Regions from separate parts of the Triticum aestivum genome. Here region 2 is linked to region 1. A link is a contact called in public Hi-C data. All regions are on one chromosome and are shown on one strand. Each heading gives the region's core, a stretch centred on a gene start, on an enhancer-like site or on the middle of the called end of the contact. The rest is flanking DNA. Distances are from core to core; before and after follow the strand shown.

Evidence for each region. A called contact is a pair of places that touch in the nucleus more often than the background predicts.
Region 2: a Hi-C map of an unstated tissue shows a contact between it and region 1, with 5 times the contacts expected there. The contact joins two enhancer-like sites. A contact is called at or near these places in 2 of 5 Hi-C or Micro-C datasets (leaf and an unstated tissue).

What each region holds. Positions count from the first base shown.
Region 1 is chr2A:772,119,170-772,126,861 of IWGSC CS RefSeq v2.1, reverse strand. No RefSeq gene overlaps it. Among protein-coding and RNA genes, the nearest start is that of LOC123191117, 17 kb to the right of the region's middle. Within about 2 kb of position 2,656, at least 7 of the 8 cell types and tissues checked have an H3K27ac peak or open chromatin away from gene starts, as enhancers often do. A contact at or near this core is called in leaf, where this site is marked.
Region 2 is chr2A:772,304,983-772,312,674 of IWGSC CS RefSeq v2.1, reverse strand. No RefSeq gene overlaps it. Among protein-coding and RNA genes, the nearest start is that of LOC123186643, 33 kb to the left of the region's middle. Within about 2 kb of position 4,289, at least 4 of the 8 cell types and tissues checked have an H3K27ac peak or open chromatin away from gene starts, as enhancers often do. A contact at or near this core is called in leaf, where this site is marked.

The DNA.
Region 1 (7,692 bases), core at 1,407-3,906:
TTGATTGTATCCGTGCAAGAACAAAGGAAAAGTAGAGAGGGGGTGCCAATCGGTTACAAAATACTGGAGTGACGGGGCAAGGGCAGTGGGGTCATTTCATGGGTGGGCACGCAAGCGTGCACGCAGCAACTGTTGCGCATGCACAGGGTGGGGTGGTCCAGATCGATAGGGGGGAGGGAGCAGGGAGTGAGTGAGGGTCGTCGTCATTGTCCCTCACCGGCCCATCCACGCGATGCGATGGGATTCCCCACCGCCACCGCTACCGCTGCCGGAGAAGACAAGAAGAAGCAACGTACGCGCATACTACGTGTAGACATATCGCTCAACCGTCTTTCTTCCTTCACCAGTCTCCACCGCAGGCAAGCAAATATCTCCCGCTGCGGCAGAGGCAACAAGAATGAGAACATCTTGATGTCAAACGCGCATCATCGCCGGGCAGAGGCATCCCTCAAGGAACACTGGAATTGTCCTGCCCAACTGATTACAACACCTCGAATATTCTCCTTTATGCGTGTGAAAAAACGTGGTCCGGTCAATTTGGCCCTCCTTGTTAGGTAAAAAGAAAACTCCAAATTACACGGCGCCGGCCGGGGCCGGGCATCGTCGTGAAAAGGTGAATGGCCGGACATATGGATGTGGTCCATCGGTTCCCCGGCCTGTTTACTGGCAAGTAGCGCGCCAACCAAAATTCACCGAGACGATGCTTTGCTTTTTGAAATTCCATTTACCAAACAACGTCAATCTGGGGTATTTTATTCTTCCGGCGAATAATGTCAAGCGTGTTTTTCTTTTATTATTACTTCGGAGGAAAGGCTAGCTTTTCAAGGTCAAGCTCAAGCATTTTATGACATCAACCGAGGAATGTGAGTGTGGAACACACACGCATGACGGAAAGTAAAAACAACTCCATGAACTCAACTAGCGATTGAGTAAAATGCAGTGGTGGGTACACGTCTCGCCCATCCGCTAGAGCATCTATGCCAAGTAGGGGAATAGTGACTGGGGTGGCTATAATTTTTTTGCCTTCAAGATAATGATTGAAGCACCGCTTCATATCCAAGGTGAAAACTCCTTTTTCTAGCCTTTTTTTGGTTTGTCTTAGTAGTGACGCAATTGCGTTGTTGCCTTCTTAAAGGCGTTATCTCGTTGTTTTGTACAACCCTTAAGTGGTTGATTTTGACAACCAAGATGAAAATCCTTGTCCTAACAATCTCTGGACGGACGTGAAGACGACAATGCGAGGACATGCACTCCGTATTGAAGGCGCTGCAGCGAAAGACGTCGATTCAGTTGTAGGTGTTTTATTCACATTTTCCGTTAGTGGTTATGTGGTACTTTGTTTGATAATTAATAAAAATAGTTGTGTGCATCATAATTATGTAAAGGTCAAGGGTTTCAACCTTCTTTTTTCTTTAAAAACCCCACAATTTATTAAAATGTTGACAGCACTCTCTCCCTGGCCCTAAAAAAAGACGTGGATGTTGTTTCCGGCATACCAAGAAAAACCAAGAGCACCAATCATGTAAGTGTTCACACTCCAAACCCTTTGTAATTGGTTTAGATGACCATGTGGATTACTTTTGGTCAAAAGTGATTTTCAGGAACATGCCAATTCATGTTCAAGGATAGAGACATAATCTTCCAGAATCTCTCAGAATAGTGACTTACAGATCAAAACAAAGAAAAGTCGATTCTTTGAACGGTCGGATTACCAACAATATATTATAACTCAGTATGGGTCAAAAGCACCAAGCATGCACATCGAGAGAATTGTTGTCCTCGAGTCGAAACTTTCTCAAGAACCAAAACCTTTTTTTTCTTAATTTTCCCAAAATTTAAGCTAGATAGATCCCCCCCCCCCTCCTTTTTGCTCATCTGTTTTCTACACATATTGATTTATAATACTAAAATACATATACCGTAGAATGATTGTTGTACAATCAGCGGGTCCAAAAAAGTGAAGATAAGTTTAGCACCTTGTTATTGTAGTTGAAGAGAGTATGTTCTAGCGAGACAAAATTACGACCGCATGTGCATGTTAACGCACCAGATACTCTCCATAGTTTTAAATAATAGGCTATGTCAAATAGTGGCACCGTGTTCAAACAACGTGGTTATAGCTAGACAGGCCATAGCCTGCTATGTATTTTGTAACTTTACATGATAATTATACACAAATACTCCCTCTGTCCCATAATGTGTTGAAAAACATCTTACATTATGAGACGGAGGGAGTACCATTTAGCAGCATGCACCCTGCTCAAATCGCTATGTCGTGGCTATAGCGGGGCAAAGCACAAACATTAGATGCCACGCAACACCAGCTCCTCCGACAGACGAAGCTTCAAGCGACCGGTTGTCACCGCATCAAAGCATCAATTCCAGCACCCCCTAGTCGAAGTGCAATGATGCGTTGCTGTGCCAATATACTGCTGCTGTTCCAGCCGGTTTGAAAACGAACCGAAATGATGCGCAATCCCCATGATGCCACGCCACGCAACCGACCGCTGAAGCCGATCGGGCCGAATCGCGGCGGGCCCGGCGGTGGCGTACGTGCGTACTCGACTGACGCGCTGTTCCGGCGAAGACAAGCCTCATGTGAGCGGCAGGGTCCAGCAGAGGAGGGGAGAAAAGCCTGCCGTGGCCCACGGCGGCGGGCAGACAGCGCCGGGCCCGCGCGCGGCGTCCTCTTGCCCCCCTCGTTGTGGCTCGCCTGGGCCTCCCACTTCGGGCCCATCTGCCCTTTCAAGTCTGCCCCCGCCATTATGCTGTTCCCCCGGCCCCTCCCTGCTCTCGTCCTCTTTTCCTGCCCTGGTGTTCAATTGTGCCCCTGACTTGCTGACCTGACCTTTCATCTTATGTTGGTAAAGTTTCTACTCGTGAGTAAACTAGATCAATGGATATTTGGTAAAGATTCTACTGTACTAGTTTCTGACTACATCGCCGTCACAAAAAATGATTGACTTATTACAGTTTTAGTTTCTGCACCTAGAAAGTCAATGAAATATATAAGAAACAAACCCAGGTTCTCATATCATTATCTACTAACACTATTATATATTTATTTTGGTCCTACTTTCGCAGAACGACGTAATGTGGACGGTGGATATACATAGACAGCGCCCCAGTGGTTCTTATGTTGCGACATGATAATGCTGGCTAGAGTTTAGGTTGGCTATCCTTTTCTGTCGACTGTCTCTCTGCTCCTTCAGTCCCACGATGACTTGGGAAATCAGCCTGTTGTAATTTGAAGGAGCACTTCATGCCATTTAATCAATTAATTTCGTTGAGACCCACGCGAGTCTGAAAAAAGAACTCCAAATTTGCCAAGAGCATAATCATGTGTGTATCACTTTACAGCAAAGGGACACCCAAGTAAATTCTAGACTAGTTTGTTAGATATTTCCCGGGTACATCATAGCAGTCTAGCTATGTGCTCTGGCTTTTCCAAAAGATCAAACCGACTCTCACCACATCTGCGTAGATGTGAACCTGACTTGGAAAATGCTGTCGGGTTAGAAGTTGAGGCCCCAAAATGTAGACAACTAATGCGATTCAGACAGATCACCAACCTTGAGGAAAGGAGGAAGACATGATCGATTGAGTCAAGTCCAACATTTCTAGAACCCCCTTTGAGAAACACTTCCTCCTTTCCGGCGACGCTTCGATCCGAGATGTTGTTTCCATCGAATCCACCGGGCTGCTTCACAAAGACGAGGCAAGCTTTCTAGACATGTTTCCTATCTTTCTTTCCAATGATTTGGACTGAGAAGAAAGGAGCGAGCTTATGGCTCAAGGAAGTCGCCAATTGCGTTGGACAGACAGCAAAATAGTGGCGACATGATTCCGCCTTTAGAAATGCTCCACTTCCTGGCCAATTACGCGTGTGGTCAGGGGAAAATGCAAAGTTCTGAGGAGCCACCACGTAGAAACACTTTGTGTGTGCAGCCACTTTGAGCGCACTTGCTCCGAAACAGATCCCCATAGGGGTGATGAGCAGATGCAGCAGTTGGTCAGGTGGTAGTGGATTGATCTTTGCTGCCTGTGTGTGAAAAGCCAACTTTCATTCAACAGTTCCTCTAAAGTGATGGCAAAGGTGAAACAAGTTGATGATGGAAAGAGCTGTAGCATTTCAAAAGTGGGAAAAGGTTGAATTAAATCCTTATACACAACCTTATAATAGAAATAAGGGACATACTTGATAGTTATTATTTCAAACGGATTATTTTGTATATGGGCAAAACTACCTGATTGGACAACAAGGACAGGCACCGACCGCGCGAACAGCAAATGCAGGAGCATCATTTCTTCTTCAGAGAGGACAGCATTTCGCTGTGGGGTGGTTTGGCACCCACAATTACTGCAAAACCAGGACGGTCACAGGGAAAACGCTTGGAGTGTTCCCACTAAGGGCTTGGGCGATGCGAGGTCGCTGTTCGACTGGCCTGGCTCCGAGAATGCATGAAAGAAGCCGAGACAGACATCCGTGGCGGGATTTGGACGCGGTTTAACTGTCGGGCACTCGATCAATAGAGGGGAAAGAAGCAGAGCAATTTTTGATTTGTTTCCTGCATTTTCTTGGAGTTGGTTATGGACACCGAGCAGTGCATGTAGTGTAGACTGTGTAGTGTATGTTGCATCTCCTAGGCTCCTAGCTAGCTTAGCCAGGGTAGAAAGAAACTGTGAAGAGCTAATAAGTCCAGGTAGCTTTTAGCTAGGCGTTCAGGGAGGCGCGCACTTGGGTTATGAGACTGTTGGAGCTGACTTTACGAGCACAGGATAGATACGAAAGGCGAATGAAAAGGATGCAACAAAAGCCGACCTTCTTCAGCCCTTCACATGGTTCAGTGGCGTACGTAGTAAGCAGTGCGTCATGCACGTCATGGGCACTGAAAGTCTGAAACATAATCCAAGCGTACCAGCAGCCTAGCAGACCATCGATCGGTGCGTGCAAGTCCAACGACGTGGAGCATTCAGGAACCGATCCAGAGATGCGGTGGTCGATGATGGGCCGATCTGGCCGTACGAAGCACCGCCAGACCGCCAGACGTCCAAAGTCCAAACCAAAGGCGTATGGTTCCGGTCGAGATCATCATGCGGCTCCCTCCCCCGGATGCCGGGCAGCCGGTCGAGATCATCATGTGACGCCACTCGAGAGGCAGTGCATCGACTGGATTTCATTATCTGTTTAGCATGTTGGAGGAGGAGCAGCGTACCGCTCTTGCATGGAATGGGGATCGAGTGGCGAGTGGCGACACGATTGCGGAACGGAGTTCAGTCACCGTGGCGACGTGCAGGATGACGGACATGGCGGAAGCGTAGTGCGACCGCAGCTACGACGGACAGGGCGGTCGATCTGTTGACTATTGGCACAACATCGCCGGTCTGCGTCGTTTCGTCGAACATCCTGTGCGCGTGCGCGGCAAGCTGGACCGTGGCAGATCACCGCGAAAGGCCATGGCGGAGCAAGCATTGTGGACGCGCGGTGGTGCACGGAAACGCGACCAATGAGAGCTTGTAACTGATTGTAGGCGCAGTAGATGAGATGAGATGAGCTGAGCTGAGCCGGGTTCGCGGGAGTCTGCGAGCGGGCGCCGGGGTTGCGCCGGAGTAGGACCGGAGGAGGGATATGAATCCAACTTCCAAGTGGACTGAGTGGGCTTCGCGTTTGTGGGCCTATGGGTTTCCCATGGAAAATTTGCACACGTGTGGCTGGGTCCTCCTCCTCCATGGGACGTATTCGGCCACATTCGGCTCCCGAATTCTTTTCTGTTATATACAGTATCATTTTCCCGGTAAAACATGCAAACAGTACGTCAGCCTCATGTGGCCTTGCAACCAAGCCCCTTTCGAGTGATTTAAATTACGATTTTTTTTACGAAAAGCATCACTAGATGCCTCCAGAAATTACATAATACAGTTTGGACTCTCAAATGATTGCAGGACGGCCAAAGACTTTTGCAAATTTTCCCAAAAACAGAACACTATGTTTTTTTTCAGTTGAAAATTTGAGCAATCAATTGAAGTAGCTTTTTTTTGTGGGTAAAACACATCTATTAGTTAACCAGAACATTATGTTTCATAATAATGATAAAACTTTATATTTTAAACTGTCCAAAAAATTAAAAAATCTCCATGGTTTCACAAAAAAAATCACGCTTTAAAAATATTATTGAATTAAATTTACGTATATTGAAAAAATATCAATATGTTTGAAAATACCTTTCCAAAATGTTCATATGTTTGGAAAAAAGATGAACTGACAAGAAGGAAAAAAATATGTTTGTTCAATTTTTTTTAAAATGATGTATTTCCAAAAAAATAAAAGAAACAAAAAGAAAAGGAGACACAAAAAAAGAAACAAAAGGACAGGACATTCCCCACGGCTTGCTTCTTTCTCAGATAATCTGTCTCATGTCGCGACTTTAAATTCGGGTGTTAGCGGTGTTGGGCCTCGATAAGCAATATATGTGCTTTAATTTTTTCCGTATAAATTCTTTGATAGTTTGAGAATTTGTGTGAACCAAATGAGCATTAAGACTCTTGGGATATCTTAGTCTAGACAGTAAAAGTGAGAAAATAAGTCAACAAGAGTAGTATCTAAGATATGCACTTCTCCAACCCAAGTTCCGTTCCAAAATATAAGGTATATTTGTTTTCTAAAAGTCAAACTTCTTAAGTGTTGAGCAAATTTACAACGAATATATCAATATCTGTAAAATTAAATCAGTATTACTAGATTCATCATGAAAAGTCTTTTCATTATTTATTCATTTAGTATTGTAGATGTTTGTATTTTTGGCTGTAAACTTGGTCAAAGTTACAAAAGTTTGACTTTTCAAAAAACTAGTACACCTTATATTTTGAAAAGGATGGAATATTGATGATAGTTATGTCATCGACTCATATGATGTTACAAGAACAAGGACTACAATCATGCTAGGCCATCCATGCAATTCAAAAGAGAAAAGTTGTTACATAGTTACTACTACAAATATGTGTCTCGCTAGGAGACTACAAACAACTCATGGAAGAAGAATACACATCTTTTTGGAAAAGGAAGAAGACTAATTTATATCTACTAATGGCGTTCAGTAGATTGGATCTCCTTTCTGTATATTTATCTGTGCTCTATGTTGCCACCAAAACCCCTCAATTTGTAGAAGAATGGCGTCTAAAGTCAAAGACAAAGCTTGCAATGGAAGGGGGCCGATTTCAGTGGGCACCACTAGCGGCATAAGTGGGTGGCCAACCCGGACTCCTCTCCAACCACCTCTCACTCGAATAGAATTTCTCCTATCTCCATGGATCGCTCATGTGCGTGTTTTCCCTATTTTTCGTGAAGTTTTCTATCGAATGGAAAAGATATGTTGGGTTTTAATCGCAAATAGTGAACCAGTCGATAAAATCATAAAAATATAGAAAAATATTTTATTAGTCTTAAAAAATTATGTTTTCACCGTATTAGGGTGAAATCTATGACAATTTGATCTCACGTGAGTTGGGATACAACCCTACTATTCACCCAACTAATAGTTGGTTGGTTCTCAAAAAAGTCAAATAATTTTGTCTGGAGTCTTGTGCAATCTAGATAGAAAATTCATGCAACATGTGTCTTCGGTTCTCCGATCTATGTTGTTCGGTTCAAAATTTATACCACTTCTGGTTTTTCCAGCCACCAAACAAATTAGA
Region 2 (7,692 bases), core at 3,040-5,539, 180 kb before region 1:
CCTGTGTTTCTCAAATAGGATATGCGCTTGCCCAAGTGGCCGGTCATGTTTGCAGGTTACACCTCCGAGTGGCCTATGTTTTGCCAGAGTGTTGATTCATTTCTGTTCCGGCAAATTTCAGGCGCTCGATATGTCCTATTTTAGCAAAGGTCATGCCGGATTTTTCCGTGAATTTTGGCATGACTTGTGCCAGAATATGTAGGAAATATCGATTGCCTCGGATTTGTGTGTTGAGTACCCTGGTAGTTGCCTTCGATTGATTTTCAATTAATGTTTCAACTATGAACATAGGAAATGTCTGATGACGATTTTTTTCTCGGTATTTGCGAATACTGCGAAAACAAGCGGGGTCTGTGCGACAGGATCTTCCTAGATGATGATAGGCGCTTCATCATCAAGCTGGACAAGAACTTCGAAGTGGATACAGTAAGTCACAACAACAAGTATTTTTTCGTAATTAAGCATGGCATCTGCTTCATTTACTTCAACTTATAATTTTTTACTATTCTACTAGCGTATCCCCTGCCATTTAAGAGTTTTTGTCTTGGATAAGATAGGTTTCAGTCCTATGAAAACTACTATGGAGGTGAAGAGTTTACTTGAAGACCAAGCATGGTTATACTTTCCACGCAAAATTATACAACACAGACACCTACACCTATTTTGAATACAAAACTTGGCAATCACTATGCAAGGCTTATGCATTTGAGCCTGATATGGTTATCACCTTTGATATTCGCCCCGAAGATGATATTGAAGGTAATATCGATATCTGGGTCGATGTGTAGACGCCTCCAGTTATACCATTATGTGAGTTTCTCAACCATATTTATGTCTTCGATATTGTTTATTCAAAAATAGTTGACAACTAATTTCTATTGACAGCTTATTTCCATTCAAGCAAACATGTACGACGCTTGGTAGACATGACCGTCCACTGTCCCGGGGCTGAACTAAACTGCGAGGAGATAGGTCATTATGTTTCATGGCTTGAGGATCTTCATACTGTCAAGACAAATTATTTTCCTGGACTTAAAAATCTTAGTACTCAAAACGTGCGACCAATAGTGTTCGTACTGAAATATGGTAACATCTATATAGGAAAGATGGTAAGATTTTTACTATTTGTCCTCAATGCATCTTTTGCATACATTATTTTTTAAGCTAAACTTCATTGCTAAGTATGTTACTATACAATGTTCTTCAACAGGGACTCCAGATGAATGTTGTGCCTTATTGGATCGAGACTAAAGGTCCCATGAGAATTGTTAGCTTATGGCCAAGACATCCTACAATGCACTTTAGTGCATTCAGGATTTCTAAAAGCGAGGAATGCTTAATAGTGAAAGACTGGAGCAAAATTGTGAACGATCACAGAGAAGTACTAGGGGCAGCAATCAGAAGCGCAGCCCACGATTAGGAGACAGGTTCATCTACATGCTCCAACTTGATGAAGCAGGAGTGCTATACATGTTTTATATTATTTTACTTGAGAGAGAGCAGCATGAGTGATTAGCTAGGTAGAAATGAGTTATGATGATTAAATAGCTAGTGTTGGTGGTAATGACTATGATGATTATTATTAGCTAGTGTTGGTGGTGATTAGATAGCTACCACAGCTAGTGTTGGTGGTGATTAGCTAGCTAGAATGAGTTTGAAGATGATGATGTGTGCTATACTATGGCTATGATGATTAAATAGCTACTGTTGGTGGTAATGACTATAATGATGATTAAATAGCTTGTGTTGGCAGATTAGATTCAAGTGGAGGCAACATGTGGTGCACATCAAAAGTACTGCTAGTCCAAACTAGATCAAGTTTGAATTAGTAGTATACTTTTGACATGCACCACATGTTCCCTCCACTTGAACCTAATCTAACTTCATTTGACACACTGTTATGGACATATTGATATGACAACCTCATAATTGGTATTGTACCAAAATTTGTATAACGACGTATAAATACACTAAAAATTAAAAAAAATGAGAGAAAAATACTAGTAGCGATGGAGAGTAAACACGCTACTACTAGCTATATTAGCAGTAGCGCTGAATTGAACAAACGCTGCTGCTATAGGTCTTAGCAGCAGCGCATGTAGCACGCGCTCCTGCTAAGGAATAGCTGTAGTGCTTTATCAGTAGCGCGTCCTCCTGCACTACTGATAAGCAAAATACCCACGCTACTGTTAGGGTTTTCCCTAATAGTGTTGATTGCTGCAGGCCATGGATCTGAACCCAAACTTGCACCCCAGCCGTGTCCACGTTCGCTGGCTCGATGTGCCCGCCATGGCTGCACCGCCAAGCTCGCGTGCTTCCTTGGTTTGGGCCGGACACTACCGCCATGGCCGCAACCTTGAGTATGTGCCGCTAGCCATGGTCATGTCCCCCGCTGCCTACCATAGTTGTGACCTCAATTTGTTGCTTGGTTTTTCTCCCTGATGTAGAGATGCTCGTTTATCTCCCCTTTTCTTCTCTTTTTTCGCTCGAGGAAGGCGCCTCTTCTGCAGGAATCACATGTCTTGTGCAAGCAATAGATTTTCTGCATGATGGCATTCGAGCTTGGCCTGTGGGGCAGCAGGGCTGGGGCTACGCATTGTGGATGCCCTAACTACCTTAGATCGGGTCCATGCCTGCAACTTTTCGCAGCTTTTGACAGCTCCATTCATCCTACATCTCATGTTTTTTTCTTTTGACTTTCAAATTTGAATTGATTATATCCTTTAAACCAAAATTATAATTTATTTTTCGTTTGCACATTCGTGTTTCTTGTGATGAATGCTTTCAAATAAGTTCAATTTTGAATACATTTTGATGAGTTTTTAAAACTATGTTAAGTTTCAAATACGGAAACTTGGTACAAGCGAATAGCAAAGTTGCAAGTTTCAGAAACTTAAACTTAAAACTTGGTGCACCCTCATGCGAAATCCAACAATTTTGCAGATCGCAAAAAAAAAAAAAACAGGCGGTTGGGGCGATTTTCAACTACTAAAACTTGATAGGAACGATGATAAGTTTAGCAAGTTTCAAAAACTAAAACTTAAACCCTAAGCCCTAAAGTCATGAGCCCAAATCCTAGAACCCTAAAATCTTAAATCATATGAAACTTGGTAAACTTAATGTTATTATTATCAAGTTTCGATATTATGAACTTAGAATTTTTTTAGAAGTTGCCAAAATGTAATCAGGATTGGTCTTGTTTGAAAATTCTCGTCACGACGAACACAAATATGCAAACAAAACTTAATTTAGACTTTTGGTTCAAAAGATATACTACCTCTGTTCCAAATTATAAGATGTTTTGGATATTTTAATATGGACTACATACAAACCAAAATGAGTGAAGAAACACTCCAAAAAGCGTCTACATATATCTGATTCAAAAAAAAAGTTCGAACATTTTATAATTTGAAACCAAGGGAGTAGTAGATTGAAATTAAAATATGAAATATAAAAGTCATGGGAAGTGGGATGGATAGCGCATGCATGTGTGGCAAAAGCTACCAAAGGATGCATGGATAGACCCCAGCCTACAGTAAGCAAATCCCTAAGACTATTACGACTAAAAAGCAATCGGACGGCTGGACACCACTGGGCCGGTGCGTGCCCGCGGAACTGCATGCCAATGAGAGTTTCCGCTAAATTGAGGCGCTTGTCAAATATTCTCTCCATTCACTATTATAGATGTTTTAACTTTTTTCTGATTCAGATGTATGTAGATAGGTTGCAGTGTATTTATTCACTTATTTCAGTTCATATGTAGTATATATTGAAATCTCTAAAACTGTGAACACTGAACAGAGGGAGTAGCAAACACGGTGAACCTACATATATATGTAAGCTAACATCCCCAGCATAACCATGTTACTCCCTCTGAACCAAAACAAGTGTCCTAGCTTTAGTTTAGTTCTAGTTCAAATTTTTTGGACTAAAGCCACGAGTTTTTGAATAGGAGGGAGTATTATTTTTCTTTTTTGCGGCGATAACCCTGTTATTAATAAGAGCCCGTCTATAAAGCAGTAAGCAGAGCAACTGCATCACTGTCTAAAAGTGCAATGTGTCCAATTGAGTTAAGATATTCTGCTAGATACACTTTGACCGGTCACATGCACTGAGATACTCCAATTGGCTAGTATCCCGGTTAATTTATTAACCCACATGCACGTCCCTTTCGGCTTCCACGATACATTAGCACCACGGCACCAGCGTCGATCGGCAGTGCACATCGGCCAGCTAGAGCATATCATGCATGCATGGTCTGCAGCGGCAGCTAGCTGGCGGCGCCACTTGGCCATACCCACTCACGCCGTCGCGCTACGAATAGGCCTCGACGGTGCGATACGTCCCAGTGCCCTACATGCGTTAATGGCCCGCCCGTCAGTGAACGAAACTCGATTGGCCATCTTATTATCGGCAAATCCCATTAGTTAAGTAGTTAACGACCGTCTGTCCTCTTCAATTGAATGCAGGAAAGAGATGGACCGTTGGATGAAAGAACAATTGAGAGTAACACGCGCGAGCTTAACTAATACGTAGTACAGCATGTACGCATGGGCCATGCATGGATGATGAACGCTGGCAGGAGCTTAGCATTGAAGAGACAGTGAGATTGTGTGCTTGGCCATGCCATATCTCGGGACCAGCCGCCGGCCAGTGGGACGGGATGGAGTGGTGGTTGTGTGGATATGTACGTAGTCGCGCGTGCATGTGTGTGGATAAGGCCGGCCGGCCGGCCTGAAGAAGATGCTGAACGTACGTACAGTGACCGCCATTGATTGGCCAGCGGCGCGAGGCGATCCAACTTGACGTACGACAGCTACGTCCCTAATTGCCAGTACCCATCCAATCCAATCGGACCCAACCAACCACTCACCGGCGCCGCCCCCCACACGCCCGAACTCGTTTTTTTTTTGTTTTTAGAATTACGCCCGCACGCATCGATGCAATTCATAGCAGAGTACAAAAACCCCAGCTACGCAATATGAGAAATTTCAAAACCTTTAGTGAAAAATTGTGAACAATTTGAAATGCCAATGTTTTTGAAAACAACAACGAAATACAAAACATTTTTTAATTTGAACTATTTTTGGAATTCTGAATATTTCATAAAATTTCATTTACAAGAAAAACAAGGACAACTTTTGAAAACATGAAAAAATCCCGAATAGTTTTCATAAAATATGAACAAAATTTAAAAAGGTCACACATTTTTTGAAAAACACAAATAATTTCTGAAAATCATCAAAAAGCTGAAATTTTGGACATTTTTTAGAAACATGAAAATTTGGGGAAAATTATTTTTTAATGGAAACATTTTTTAAGGGTCCCGATATTCACCACACTGGGCATCTTAGACATGCGCCCACAAGCCCTGTGTGTCATAATCGGGAGGCAACGCACACGGGTTATGTGTAGGCGAATATGAGAATTGCCCACATGTGTGGGCGCAACTACTTCGTGCCACACGCCCAACAACTACTACTCATCTTCACCCCATGCGTGTGGCACGAAGCAAATCTGCCTACACATCCTGGCACACATACGTTAGTTACCCGCGGGAAGACACTTTACTTACCCCTGGGATGGCAACTTTAGTTATTGGGATGGCAAATTAGTTGTAAAAGCATGACGACTCTCTCTGTTTTGGTTAACTATAGTTATCCACAGGTTGACACTTTAGTTACTCGGGGATAGTTGCCATTTGTGGTCCAACCATAGTTGCCATGTATCGTTAATCACAGTTGTCATGTGTGTTTATCTGGTTGCCACGTACGCGCAACTGTAGTTGCCATCTAGCAACGAATCATAGTTGCCATGAGTTTTTACCTAGTTGCTACGACGCGCAATTGCAGTTGTCATCTAACAATGTACGAGCGTCGTGTGGGCGAAAAGCAGTTCGCCCACACACGCTACGTCCCTAATTGCCAGTACCCATCCAATCCAATCCAGTCGATCGGAGCCAACCAACCTACCACTCACCGGCGCCACCCTCCACACGTCCGAATTTGTCTTCTTCTTTTTTGAGAATTACGCTCGCACTCGTCGATGCAATTCATACAGTGGAAAGGCCCAGCTATCCTACATGATTTTTTTTTGAATTTTAGTGAAAATTTTAGAACTATTTTTAATGCCAATGTTTTTTAAAACGACAAAAATACTTTTATTAAAATGTGAACTATTTTTATAATTCCGACCATTTCATAAAATTGCATTTTGTAAAACAGGGACAACTTTTGAAAACATGAAAGAAAAATCCCGAATAGTTTTCATAAACTACTAATAAAACTAAAAAGTTCGAACGTAATCATCAAAAAAACATAAAATATTCACTTTTTAGAAAAAATGTAGGGAAAAAATATTTTTAATGGAAATATTTGTTTAAACTCCGAAAAAAATCAGAAAAAGTGGACATTTTTTGATAAGGGGAACCTTATTTGAAAATCCAAAAAAGAAAATTCGAACATTTTTACAAATTTGGGAACTTGTTTTGAGAAACACGAATAATTTTTTAAATGGTGGACATTTTTATTAAGTCAAGTTTTTCTCGAAAATTCTTATAAAAAGGAATGCAGAAAAGAAGTACAAAATGCAAATAATAAAATAAAACTAAAAATCAGGAAAAACTGTTAAAAACGGTTGGGAACCTTCTAGAAGGTTTTCAAAACCGGTTAAAATAGTGCACTATGCTACGCTAAAATTGTTCCAGCCCAGCATAGAGCCATCTGAGTGTTCGTGCATTCTACAGTCTGCCGCACATATCGACAGATAGGATTTTCCGCGGTATGTGCCGCCTGCAGCAAATCCTTCCTATGCAAGGATCACCTACAATGAGTCGATGCTGGGCCGGCCTAGTAACAGCGTGTCATCATCATGGTAATGCCACGATAATGGTGTATAAGAAATATGGGGAGCTCCTAGTGGGCGCCTTATGCGCCGGCTAGGAGACGGGTGACCACTAAGCTCCACAACTAGGCTGGCCCGTTAACAACTAGCGGTGCAGTCCCCTCACACGGTGCGTTTGGTTTGTTCATCAAAAGTTGATTGGTCGATGGTTGACCAGTTGACCAATCAACTGTTGACTTCTAGAAAAATAATAAAATAAAATTCACAAAAAAATCATTAATTCAAAAAAAGTCTGTCGAAATTGAAAAAATTACACAAACTAAAAAATCACAAATTTGCAAAAAGTTCATCAATTTTGAAAAAAGTTCATCCAATTAAAAAAACTATTCAACAATTTTGGAAAAAAGTTCTTTGATTTTGGGGAAAATTCACCAAATTTGAAAAAAGTTCATTGAATTTGAAAAAGTTCATCGATTCTGCAAAAGTTCATTGATTTTGAAAAAAAGTTCATCGAATGTAAAAAAATTCATCGAATATGAAAAAAGTTCACTGACTCTGAAAAATTTCATCAAATTTTGAAAAGAGTTGATCAATTTTAAAAAAAGTTCGTCCATTTTTAAAAACTTTAGCGAATTTTAAGAAAAGGTTCACGCATTTAGAAAAAAGAAAATGAAAAAGAAAGAAAAAACCGAACAAAACCGTTCCAAGAATAAAGAAATAAAAAAGAAAAGAAAAAAAGAAAAAGTTATGCGAACTGAAGAGGGTAAAAGGGAAAAATTAAGTGAATTGGCAGAATAAGTTGAGATAGCCTAGTGGTTACTGTGCTATTGTTTGAACCTAGAGGTCTAT